3 separate regions of the Mus musculus genome follow, and all the other regions are linked to region 1. The links are chromatin contacts, called in public promoter capture Hi-C maps. All regions are on one chromosome and are shown on one strand. The core of a region is the stretch at or near the end of the contact, and the rest is flanking DNA. Distances in the headings are between cores, read along the strand shown.

Region 1 (3,122 bases), core at 565-3,064:
TGTACACCTAAGATTTTTCCCTTTATTTAAACCATGTGCATTTTGTTAGACTTTCTAGTGGCCAGAATCTAGCCAAAGCATTCTATTTGAAGGTGAGAGAAAAATCAACTGACGTATGGAAAGTACTTGGCTGTTAGACATTCAACTAAGCCAGTCTCAAAAAGTAACGAATGTGGGCCAGGAATGTGGCTTGCTGGGGTAGATCATTTGGTCCAGCACAAGCAAGGGTTGAGTCCCAAAAGCTCAAAAAAAAAAAAAAAAAAAGGAACATACTAGACACACACACACAAGAGAGAGAGGGGGGGGAGAGAGAGAGAGAGAGAGAGAGAGAGAGGGAGAGAGAGAGAGAGAGAGAGAGAGAGAGAGAGAGAGAGAGAGAGAGAGAGAGAGAGAGAGAGAGGGAGGGAGAATCCAGTAAGGTGCCTGCAGTGGCTCACACCAGGAATCCCAGCACTGGAGAGGCAGATGCCATTTTCAGCCCAGTCTGGGCTGTGTAGTGGAACACTTTCTTCCATGTAATCCTATGGATTATAGTGGTGGTTAAAAAAAAAAAAAACAAACCAAAAAAAAAAAAACTTTTCATAAAATTTCTGATTGTGACATTTGGTGGCCCTTCTACTGTGAGTCCTTGGAACCGTGTGAAGGACTTTCTCTTCCTGGGCAAAAGTTTTTGCTAACACTACAGACATTTTAAATGTAAGGCCTTCGTTGATGTCCTATGGAAACCCGAAAGGTGAACAAGCAGGTTCTTAAGGGCCCCTGGCTAAGGAAAGCCAGTCCCATATCTTATCTTTTCCGAAGCAGCAGGCTTAAGGTAGGGCTTCAAAACAAAAGAAGCCTTCCCTAGGGGAAGGAACTTCGTGAAATCTGCATTTCTGAGAGGTTCTTTGGGGGAGGGGAGGAGGGACTGAAATTTATCCCTCTGACTCTTGACTTCCCTTTCAGACTAAATCGCTGTTGACTACAGTCCTGCCGATGGGGACTTTGGGACTACCGACTGCTTCCAGTCTCCTCGCCCAAGTAGATGCTACCGTGAAGCTGGGCTCTTCAAAATGGCAGCTATGGTCAAGTTCCAGAAAGATCTGATATCTTTTTAACCCAGTAGCAAAATATGGGGCGGTACCACTGCAGACCCAAAGGAGAAAAGGCCGTTTGCTCAGCTGGCCACATGCTCCAACACTTCGTGCTAAGTCGGACCGTGGCCACCTCGGCTACCCACAGCGAGAGCTAGCGCGCTCCTGGGTTCCGAGGTGAGGTGTCGGAAGGTTCAAACCACCGCGGTAAATCGCATCTCCAGGTGGTTTCACCGACGCTAAGAAGCCCTTATCGATCCGATCCGATCGGATAGGTGGGAAAACGGCGCTGGTCTGAACTTCTAAGTTCTGAGGTCCACTCTGCCTTGCGTCCACAGAGCTGAGGACCGTTTCAGCAGCCTACACACTCTCCTAGCAGGCGGCCATGACAAGGCTCCCTTGGCGCGAATTACAGGGGAGACCCAAGAAACACTTAAAAAAGAAAAAAATTCCATCTCAAAGATCCGAAGTGGAGTTATTAGGGTAGGGTTGTGCAGGAACTCGGAGACTCACTCGAGGAACTGGGGACTGAGGCGTCAACACCTGGACACAAGAGACAAAAGTTAGAGGGGTCCCACCAAGGGGGTCGCCAGCACGCTTTCTGCCCGATTGGCGGAAGCGCTCAGACTTTTCTTTATGGCGTCACCGAGTACCTGCCTGTAGGAAGGCTCCAGTTGCGTGACGTCACGCCGCACTGACCAATGAGCGGCCCGAGCCGGTAGGCCCCGAGGAGGGTTGTGGGCCCTTCTTTTTGTGAATGAAGCTCCACGGAACATCCCTCCTGGGGGTCCCCGGGAGCCGCGGCCCGCTGAGCTCGGACGCCACGGCAGCAGCGTCCCAGGGAGCGCGCGCTTTGCTCCAGCCACCGGCCAGCGCTGTGGGGCCCCCGGGTCGCGGGCGGCGGGAGACGCAGCGCGAGGACCCGGGCCGGGTTGCCGGGCCATGGTCGCGGTCCCCTGACGGGCCGCGACCGCCTCCATGAAGCGTAAGAGCGAGCGGCGCTCGGCTTGGGCCACCGCGCCCCCCTGCTCACGCCGCAGCTCGTCCTCCTCTCCCGGCGTGAAGAAGAGCCGCAGCTCCACGCCGCAGGAGCTGCACCGCCTGGAGCAGCAGGACGACCTGTACCTGGACATCACGGGTGAGCCCCGCCACACCCCCACGAGGCTCGCGCCTCCTCGAGCCTCTAGTCGCCCGTGCGCCCGCGGTAGCAACTTTACCGGAGATGGGCCGAGGGGTCACTCCTGCAAGTGAGTCCGGCCTCGGGAGCGGGGCGGCTCTGCCCTCGAACCCACCTCATCGCGGGATGAGCCGGCGCGGTTGTTCCCACGCGAGTCCGAGCCTCTGCTGAGTCCCGCTGGTCTTTGCTGTCCCGAGGGCCCAAAGCCTCGCTGAGCCTTAGCAACGCGTGGGATCCGGCCCGAGCCCCCGGCCGTCCGACACCCCCCCCCCGCCCCCCACGCTGTCGCGCCCTCTCAGGCCTCCTGAGGGATCTTTGCCCTCCCTCTCGTGCCTCCAGAAAGGTGTCACGTTGATGGCGTTTGAACCACCAAGCGTGCTAAGAGCTCAGAGGTGTCACTTTTGAGAAATCCCCGCCAGCCGGAGCGGGTAGAATAGCCGCTTTCGAGGGTGATTTTTTTTCTTGGTGTCTCAGTTCTTGAAGACGAAAGAAATCCGTTTTGGCAGCCGCTCGGTTTGCTGGGGTTGATAGAGAAGCCAGAGCTTTGCCTTCGTTGTACTGATGTACGTGGAAAAGCGTTGTCAGCTGCATAGCTGCCTGCGCGGTTGAAGGAAGGTGCCGCGTTTTCTGGGGCGGATGGTGTCCACCTCTTGGTGGGGTTTTTAGAAAAGGTTTCCAAGACTTGAACTTGGACTTTGCTAGGTGGGCTCTCGATTGGTGACATTTATTTATTTAGGAAGTGTTTAGACAAACAAATTTAGTAGAAAGTATATTCTAGATTAATGGGCAACTAGAAAGTAAGACCGGTTTTTAAAGGAAGCTGAGAGGAGAGGAAAGGGTTTTTTTTTTTAGCGTTTGAAGGAGGAAGACGA
Region 2 (3,488 bases), core at 885-3,384, 1.0 Mb before region 1:
TCCCATAATCAGCCAACAAACACAGACACTATTGCATATGCCAGCAAGATATTGCTGAAAGAACCCTGATACAGCTGTCTCTTGTGAGGCTATCCCAGTGCCTGGCAAATACAGAAGTGGATGCTCAAAGTCATCTGTAGGATGGAACACAGGGTCCCCAATGGAGGAGCTAGACAAAGTACCCAAGGAGCTGAAGGGTTCTGCAACCCTATAGGTGGAACAACAATATGAACTAACCAGTACCCCCAGAGCTCGTGTCACTAGCTGCATATGTAGCAGAAGATGGGCTAGTTGGCCATCATTGGGAAGAGAGGCCCCTTTGTCTTGCAAACTTTTTATGCCTCAGTACAGGAGAATCCCATGGCCAAGAAGTGGGAGTGAGTGGGTAGGGGAGCAGGGTGAGGGGAGGGTACAGGGGTAAATGAAGAAAATATCTAATAAAAAATTTAAAAAAAAAAGAAAATGTCAGAGTTGGGTGGGGGCAGGTAGAGTCAAGCCTGGCATTGAACTTCTAATCCTCCTCCACCTCTGAAGTCCTGGAATTAAAAGCGTGCTGCACCCACCCAAACAAGTGTTTATTAAAGTGGAGCCTGGCTTACCTACTGAAATCATGTTATTGAGGTTCTCCATCATGATTTCCCTGTACAGGCACTTCTGTTGGCGATCTAGCAGTGCCCACTCTTCCTCGGTAAATCTCAGTGATACATCTTCAAACTTCACAGATTCCTAAAAGCCATAAGATGCAGTTCAGCCGCAGGTTTTCCTCTTCCATGGTGTCAGAAAAATAGAAAGGCTGAGCAAGATGACCCAGCTACATTTTACTTATCTCATGTTCCTTTGTCTGAATCCTTGAGCAAATCGGTCTGACACTAATCAGGGGACAAGTGAGACTGTGGTCTATGAAAACCTGTTCATTTCTCACTAACCAGGGGATAGGACTGTTGGCTCCCATCTATACCTCTTTTCTTGTTTTTGAATTATCACTTCTTTAAAGTAGCTGCTGAAAACTAAACATGAGCCTCTTATCTTCTAACACCTGTCAGTTTCTCTCAACCAGATCCCCAGCTTTTGTTGTTGTTGTTGTTGTTCTGTCGAGATAGGGTTTCTCTGTATAGCCCTGGCTGTCCTGGAACTCACTCTGTAGACCAGGCTGGCCTCAAACTCAGAAATCGGGCCTGCCTCTGCCTCCCAAGTGCTGGGATTAAAGGCTTGTGCCACCAAAGCCTGGCCAGATCCCCAGCTTTAAAAAAAAAAAAAAAAAAAGTTGAAAAGGACTGGTGAGATGGCTCAGTGGGTAAAGGCTACCAAGCCTGAGTTTGATTGATCTCCAGGACTCATGTTGAAAGAAGGGTAGCAATCCGGAAAGGTGCCCACAAGCAGGCAATAGCACACATGTGCATACCCACACACAAAATAAATGTAATAGAAACATTTTTTGTTTTTGAATTGAAAAGCTTCAATCTGGCTTGCCTCAATCTGGCTTGCCAGTTCCAGTTCAGAAATCGGTTTGTTTGTTTCTTCTATTCTAACCCCCCTCTTGGGCAGTCCTTCAACTCCTCCCGTAACTCTAGGGTATTTGAGAGCAAACATCTCACCACTAGCCGGCCCCTGAGCCGTCACAAAAGCTGAAAAGAAGCCTTTACTCACATGGGGCCAGGTTGTTGGAAGCGTGGAAGCCATACTGTCCTCAGTGTTCTCTAGCGGTAGGAGGCAGAATGCTGATCGTCCTGAAGGTGGAAGAGGCACTAAGGAATGTGCCCAGTGGCTCCCCCACTTCTGCCCATATTCCGACCTCTGCAGGACATAACCAGTCCGCCCCAAAATTGCCAAGTGCCCAGTGAGTCCTCTCCCCGACTCCCATAAGCTTACAAAACAGGTTCCCCTCTAACCGAGAGGGGATGGTTGATGTCCTCCAATCCAGAATGCGGTCGGTTTTCTTAAACCGTGTTCCCCATCTAGAACGGGATGCCTCCTCAGGATCCGGACCCACGACTACACACCTTCTCCGGGGTCCATAGAAGTGGAGCCACTAACGAAGCCGACACTGGACTCCGGAGGCTGCAAATGAAACAGAAGATAGGAGTTGTCCCCGACGGGCTTTCACGCAGCGTTACGAGTGCTTGCGATAAACACAATGGCTCTTGCCTGTCGGTCTAGCCCCTGAGTCGGCTCGCTGGTCCGGACTACAACTCCCAGGCGCCCCCGCGGACGTCGAGCGGCGGCAATCTGTTGGCGTCCTTCCTGTTGGCAGGCTAAGCCGAAGTCCGTAAGCGTCTGCTACTGGCTGCTAAAGAACTAGGATGAAGCCTTTGAAGGAGGCTACTAAGATGCTAAGCATCTCCGTGGACAGAGACCGAGACTAGGAGGGAGTCGAACCCACTAACAGGAGCAAATGAACTTGGACAAACCGGAAGAAGTGCTGGTGTTAGATCGGCTGGGGGATGCTCGCCTTGTAGCAGAGTAAGGAGGGCGGAAGGAGGGCGGAAGGAGGGGACACACAGAATACACAGCTCGACTAGTGTAGAGGGGAGGGACCCGGATGGGGACTGGCTGTGGGTCGAAGGCAAGAGAAGACAAAGTCATTTAACCGAGTTTCCTTAGGGGAAGGAGAAAAGAATGCAATCGTGCTGTAGTTTCAGCGGTGTCCTTAAAGGGAGAGGAAGAAAGGACTAAACCGTAGAAACAGAAAGCCATTAGGCATTGGAATTAAAATTTTACTCGTTTCTATGAGAGGACAGGCGTTTGCGTCCAGATCTGTAGAGTGAGCAGGGTTGTATGGTTTAGGCAGGGTTGTATGGTCTTACAACGTTTAGGTGGTAAGTGTGGAGACCTGGTGGACTTGAAGGATATGGTAGGCTACACTAAATGTCCTCTCCAGTTTTCCCCAGCAGAGGAAGGGATGTAGTGAAAATTCTAGAATTTTGGTTTCTTGAAAAAAAAAAAAACCAAATATTATAAGAAGGTGCTTTTATTTTGATTCCGGGTATAGGGACGTAGGGCTGCTTCCGACTGCCTGAAGCAACTGACCATGATTTATTTGCCTTGTGCTCTAGCAGAATCGCGGTTCTGTCTGCAGCAGAGTTTTGGTAATTGTGTTATATTTGGAACTCTGGGAACTTTTCAGAGGGTATATAAATGTTAGAGCCCGATAGGCTGGGGGCTGGGGTGGGCCAGTTGTTGGTTGTATAGGGAGGAGGTTGGTTGTAGTTTGTTAGTAGCTGAGGCCAAAGGAGAAGCAAGAGAAAAGAAATCAGATTCGGGGATCTTCCTAATCACTCTCTCCCCTCTACTCTTGTTCCTTTCCTGTCTAGTGTTAGGGGGTAGAAAGGGGGGTAAGGATAATAATGGGAGGAAAAAGAGAACCGACAAAGTAGCAAAGACCAGTTACAAAGGGACACGGAGGATCAGAGATGTATGAGGAGAATTAAAATTACCCTCAGTCCCAGGGAGGCTAACTGTAAATATCCATGCATATGGAGAGCTCTTAG
Region 3 (3,074 bases), core at 379-2,878, 1.4 Mb after region 1:
AATTCTTAAAATTAAAAAGAAAAAGTCTTTAAAAAAAAAAAAACCTGAGTAAAATGTTGAGTTTGACAGTATAAGTAAGAGATGAGATTTACAAAGCGCTTGTTAATACTGGTTTTAGTCTGTGGACTCCAGGAAGAGGATGTTTGCTTTCCGGAGGTCTCAGAGCCGGCCCTGGTCTAAGGCTCTTGATGACACATTTTCCTCAGCTCTAACTTTTTGAGCTGAAGGCCAGATGATTGCAATAGGGCCCTAGTGAAATGTCACAGGACCTTACAGGAGCTGTTCTCTTCTTCGTGCCATTTACTTGTGATGACAATCCTGTGTCGGCTGGCCAGCCGCCCTCTTAGAATTTGTCTGCCAAAGAGATTTAGAACTGATCTCTCACCCACCCATCGACAAAAGCTTGCTTAGTGGATGCTCTGGGGAATCTGGTAAGCACGACCTTGGCTGTCATTTTAGGAAGTCAGGCGTGCCCAGGGACACATCGGTAGCCCAGGTCTGCCAAGCTCCCTGTTTCTGGCTAAGTTTATATTGATGAGCCAGGGAGTTTTAGGCAAACTGACAGAGGTCACATACTTGGTAGAAGGAACAGCGAGAATCTGAACCCAGGTCTTTGTGCTGCTGACTTTTTTCTAGGGCCTCACCTGTTCTTGAGCACGGATGTGCTAATGTTGACAGGACCAGAGATGAAGTAGGATGATAATAGTTCTTAAATGTCTGTCTAAACAGGGGTATTATTTAGAGCCTTTGGCCCCTATCAACTAATTTTCCCCCTTCCCTATGTACCATGAAGCTGATGTCTGTATCCCCACATTACAGTTGAAGGACAAGACACCAAGAGGCGTGAAGTGACTTACACAGGGCTGCTAAGCACGTAGGGGAGATGAGATTGGAATTTCCGACCTCTGGAGCTCCAGCCTGTAGCTTTGAATGTTAACCTGTGCTGCTTTGATTTTGCTCCTGGAGTTAGAGATATGAGCTGAAGGAAATACTCTTAAAAAAAAAAAAAGATTTATTTATACAAGTATACTGTAGCTGTCTTCAGACACACCAGAAGATGGCATCAGGTCCCCATTACAGATGGTTGTGAGCCACCATATGGTTGCTGGGATTAGAACTCAGGACCTCTGGAAGAGTAGTTAGTGCTCTTAACCACTGAGCCATCTCTCCAGTGCAGAAATGCTCTTTTGTTCAGGCTCAAGAACTGTAAATTCTCAGATGTGCCAGCTCTGGTAATGTCAGTTCCTTTTTTTTTTTTGTTTGTTTGTTTGTTTGTTTTTTGACAGGGTTTCTCTGTGTAGCCCTGGCTGTCCTGGAACTCACTTTGTAGACCAGGCTGGCCTCGAACTCAGAAATCCTCCTGCCTCTGACTCCTGAGTGCTGAGATTAAAGGTGTATGCCACCATGCCTCAGCTGTAAGGTCAGTTCCTTTAAGGAATTGAATTCCCCCAGCATTTACCTTACACCCCGGAAGCCCCAGTTCCGGCATCAGATCTCACCAGAAACAAAGCAGGCTGCCACTTCCTCAGGAAGAGGCCTGCACAAAAAGAGTAGTTCCTGGGCTGGCCCAGCCAGCCAAGACATGACACAGAGATTTCAAAAGAGATAAGTCACTGTGTTGTGCTGGTCACTGTTATCTTTTCTAGTCTCAGATTTCCTAACCCTGACTGGGCTATATGCAAATGTACTGGGGCTTGATCTTAGAACCTTTTGTATGCTAAAGCATGCGGAGCACATGCCCAGGCCTTGCCAGAAACCTTTGAATGCCAGCTATAACCCACGCATATCTGAAATGCAGATTTAATGAGCTTGACACCCCAGGTTCAGGGTTCAGGGTCCCGGTATGCGGGCAGGTTGTCTGTGACTGGGTTGGGCACTTACATTCTATTGCCCACATTAGTAGCCAGTGGTGCTCAGGCCTGGGCAGGCACCCCACCGTTTTGCGTTCTGCCCACTGCTTCCTGGGGAGTCCTCCAGCTGTTTCCTCTTTCATAACCACTGTGCTTTGACATTTGTCCTTTGAGACCCAACAAAAGGGAGCTGGGGAACAGCTTGTTGCCTTTGTTTTCTGAAGTAACTCCCATTAGGACAAGCTTCCCCTGCAGTGAGGGAGCCATGGCCTCTTGGAAGGCTGGTACTGACTTGAGTTATCCTGGGAGGCTGCAGAAGGGGCTGGGCCCGGCTGAGGCCCTTGCTATCTTCATTCTCTGTGCTCACATCTCTCATTGGTAGCAGGGCCCAGCTGGCCTCAGAAAAAGCTTCTATGGTCAGGAAAACCCTGATCTGGTCCCGGAGAACCAAGGTGAGCCCGGTGGTGTGTGAGGGGCTTTGTCCCACGGAGGGCAGCTGGTGACTTCCCCTCCCGTTTACAGATGCTGGTGTGGAAGCTCCCTGCAGAACTTGGAGGCCCTCCCTCCCACTCCCAAGTCCTCCTGAAGTGTGCCTGAAGCTCGAGAGGTCACACTGGTTCAGTGGGTCAGACAGGCTCCAAGAGCCACACGGGTTGTGGAGACCCCTGCTTCTTTACCTTACAATGCTTGAGGAACTTTGACTGATGCTCTGCAGAGACTCATGGTTTCTGAAGGAGAGGTTGTGGGTGCAGATCTGAAATTGTGTGGAGAAGGTAAACTCCATGTGTGTGATGATTAATTTTCTTTCTTTTTCCAATAATTTATTTTTATTTACTTTATATCCCTATCACAACCTCTTCCCTTCTCTCCTTCTAATCCTACCCTTACAAATTTCTCCTCCCATTGTTCCCTACTCTTCTAAGAGAAGGGGGATCCCCCTTGGGTACCACTCCACTCTGGGACATCTAGACATCCTCTCCCACTGAGTCCAAACTATGAAGTCTAGGTAGGGGGAAGGGGATCCAATGGAAGGAACAGAGACCAAGACAGCCCCCACTCCACTTGTTAGGGATCCTACATGAACACCAAGCTGCAAATTTGCTACAAATGTGTAGGGGAGCTATGTCCAGTTCCCTGGCTGGTGGTTCAGTCTCTGTGAGCCCCCAGTGGCCCAAGTTAGTTGACTCCGTAGGTCTTCTTGTGGTGTCCTTGACCCCTCCAACT

What was found. Promoter capture Hi-C pulls out the DNA fragments that hold promoters and counts their contacts.
Region 2: a promoter capture Hi-C map of pre-B cells shows a contact between it and region 1. The contact joins the promoter of Zfp369 here to the promoter of Cdc14b in region 1. A contact is called at or near these places in 13 of 39 promoter capture datasets (the 3T3-L1 cell line, cranial neural crest, embryonic stem cells and 8 more), 3 of 115 datasets of contacts at active chromatin or transcription factors (bone marrow-derived dendritic cells, bone marrow-derived macrophages and stem cell-derived neural progenitor cells) and 1 of 9 other capture datasets (adipose tissue).
Region 3: a contact with region 1 is called in a promoter capture Hi-C map of pre-B cells, with 4 times the contacts expected there. The contact joins the enhancer-like site here to the promoter of Cdc14b in region 1. A contact is called at or near these places in 6 of 39 promoter capture datasets (cranial neural crest, hippocampal neurons, liver and 2 more).

What each region holds. Positions count from the first base shown.
Region 1 is chr13:64,273,680-64,276,801 of GRCm38.p6, reverse strand. It overlaps Cdc14b (CDC14 cell division cycle 14B), which reads left to right and starts at 1,814. Exons shown (of 14, transcript NM_172587.3): 1 at 1,814-2,211. The coding sequence starts at 2,052.
Region 2 is chr13:65,277,500-65,280,987 of GRCm38.p6, reverse strand. Zfp369 (zinc finger protein 369) reads right to left here and starts at 2,134. Exons shown (of 8, transcript NM_178364.5): 1 at 2,001-2,134; 2 at 1,648-1,727; 3 at 600-726. The coding sequence starts at 2,016.
Region 3 is chr13:62,878,930-62,882,003 of GRCm38.p6, reverse strand. The region is part of intron 1 of Fbp1 (fructose bisphosphatase 1); the gene reads left to right. It overlaps Gm38679 (a long non-coding RNA gene), which reads left to right. Exons shown (of 3, transcript XR_873587.2): 2 at 2,236-2,302; 3 at 2,373-3,074. Among named protein-coding and RNA genes, the nearest start is that of Gm38679, 4.6 kb to the left of the region's middle. Within about 2 kb of position 1,628, at least 138 of the 459 cell types and tissues checked have an H3K27ac peak or open chromatin away from gene starts, as enhancers often do. A contact at or near this core is called in liver and pre-B cells, where this site is marked.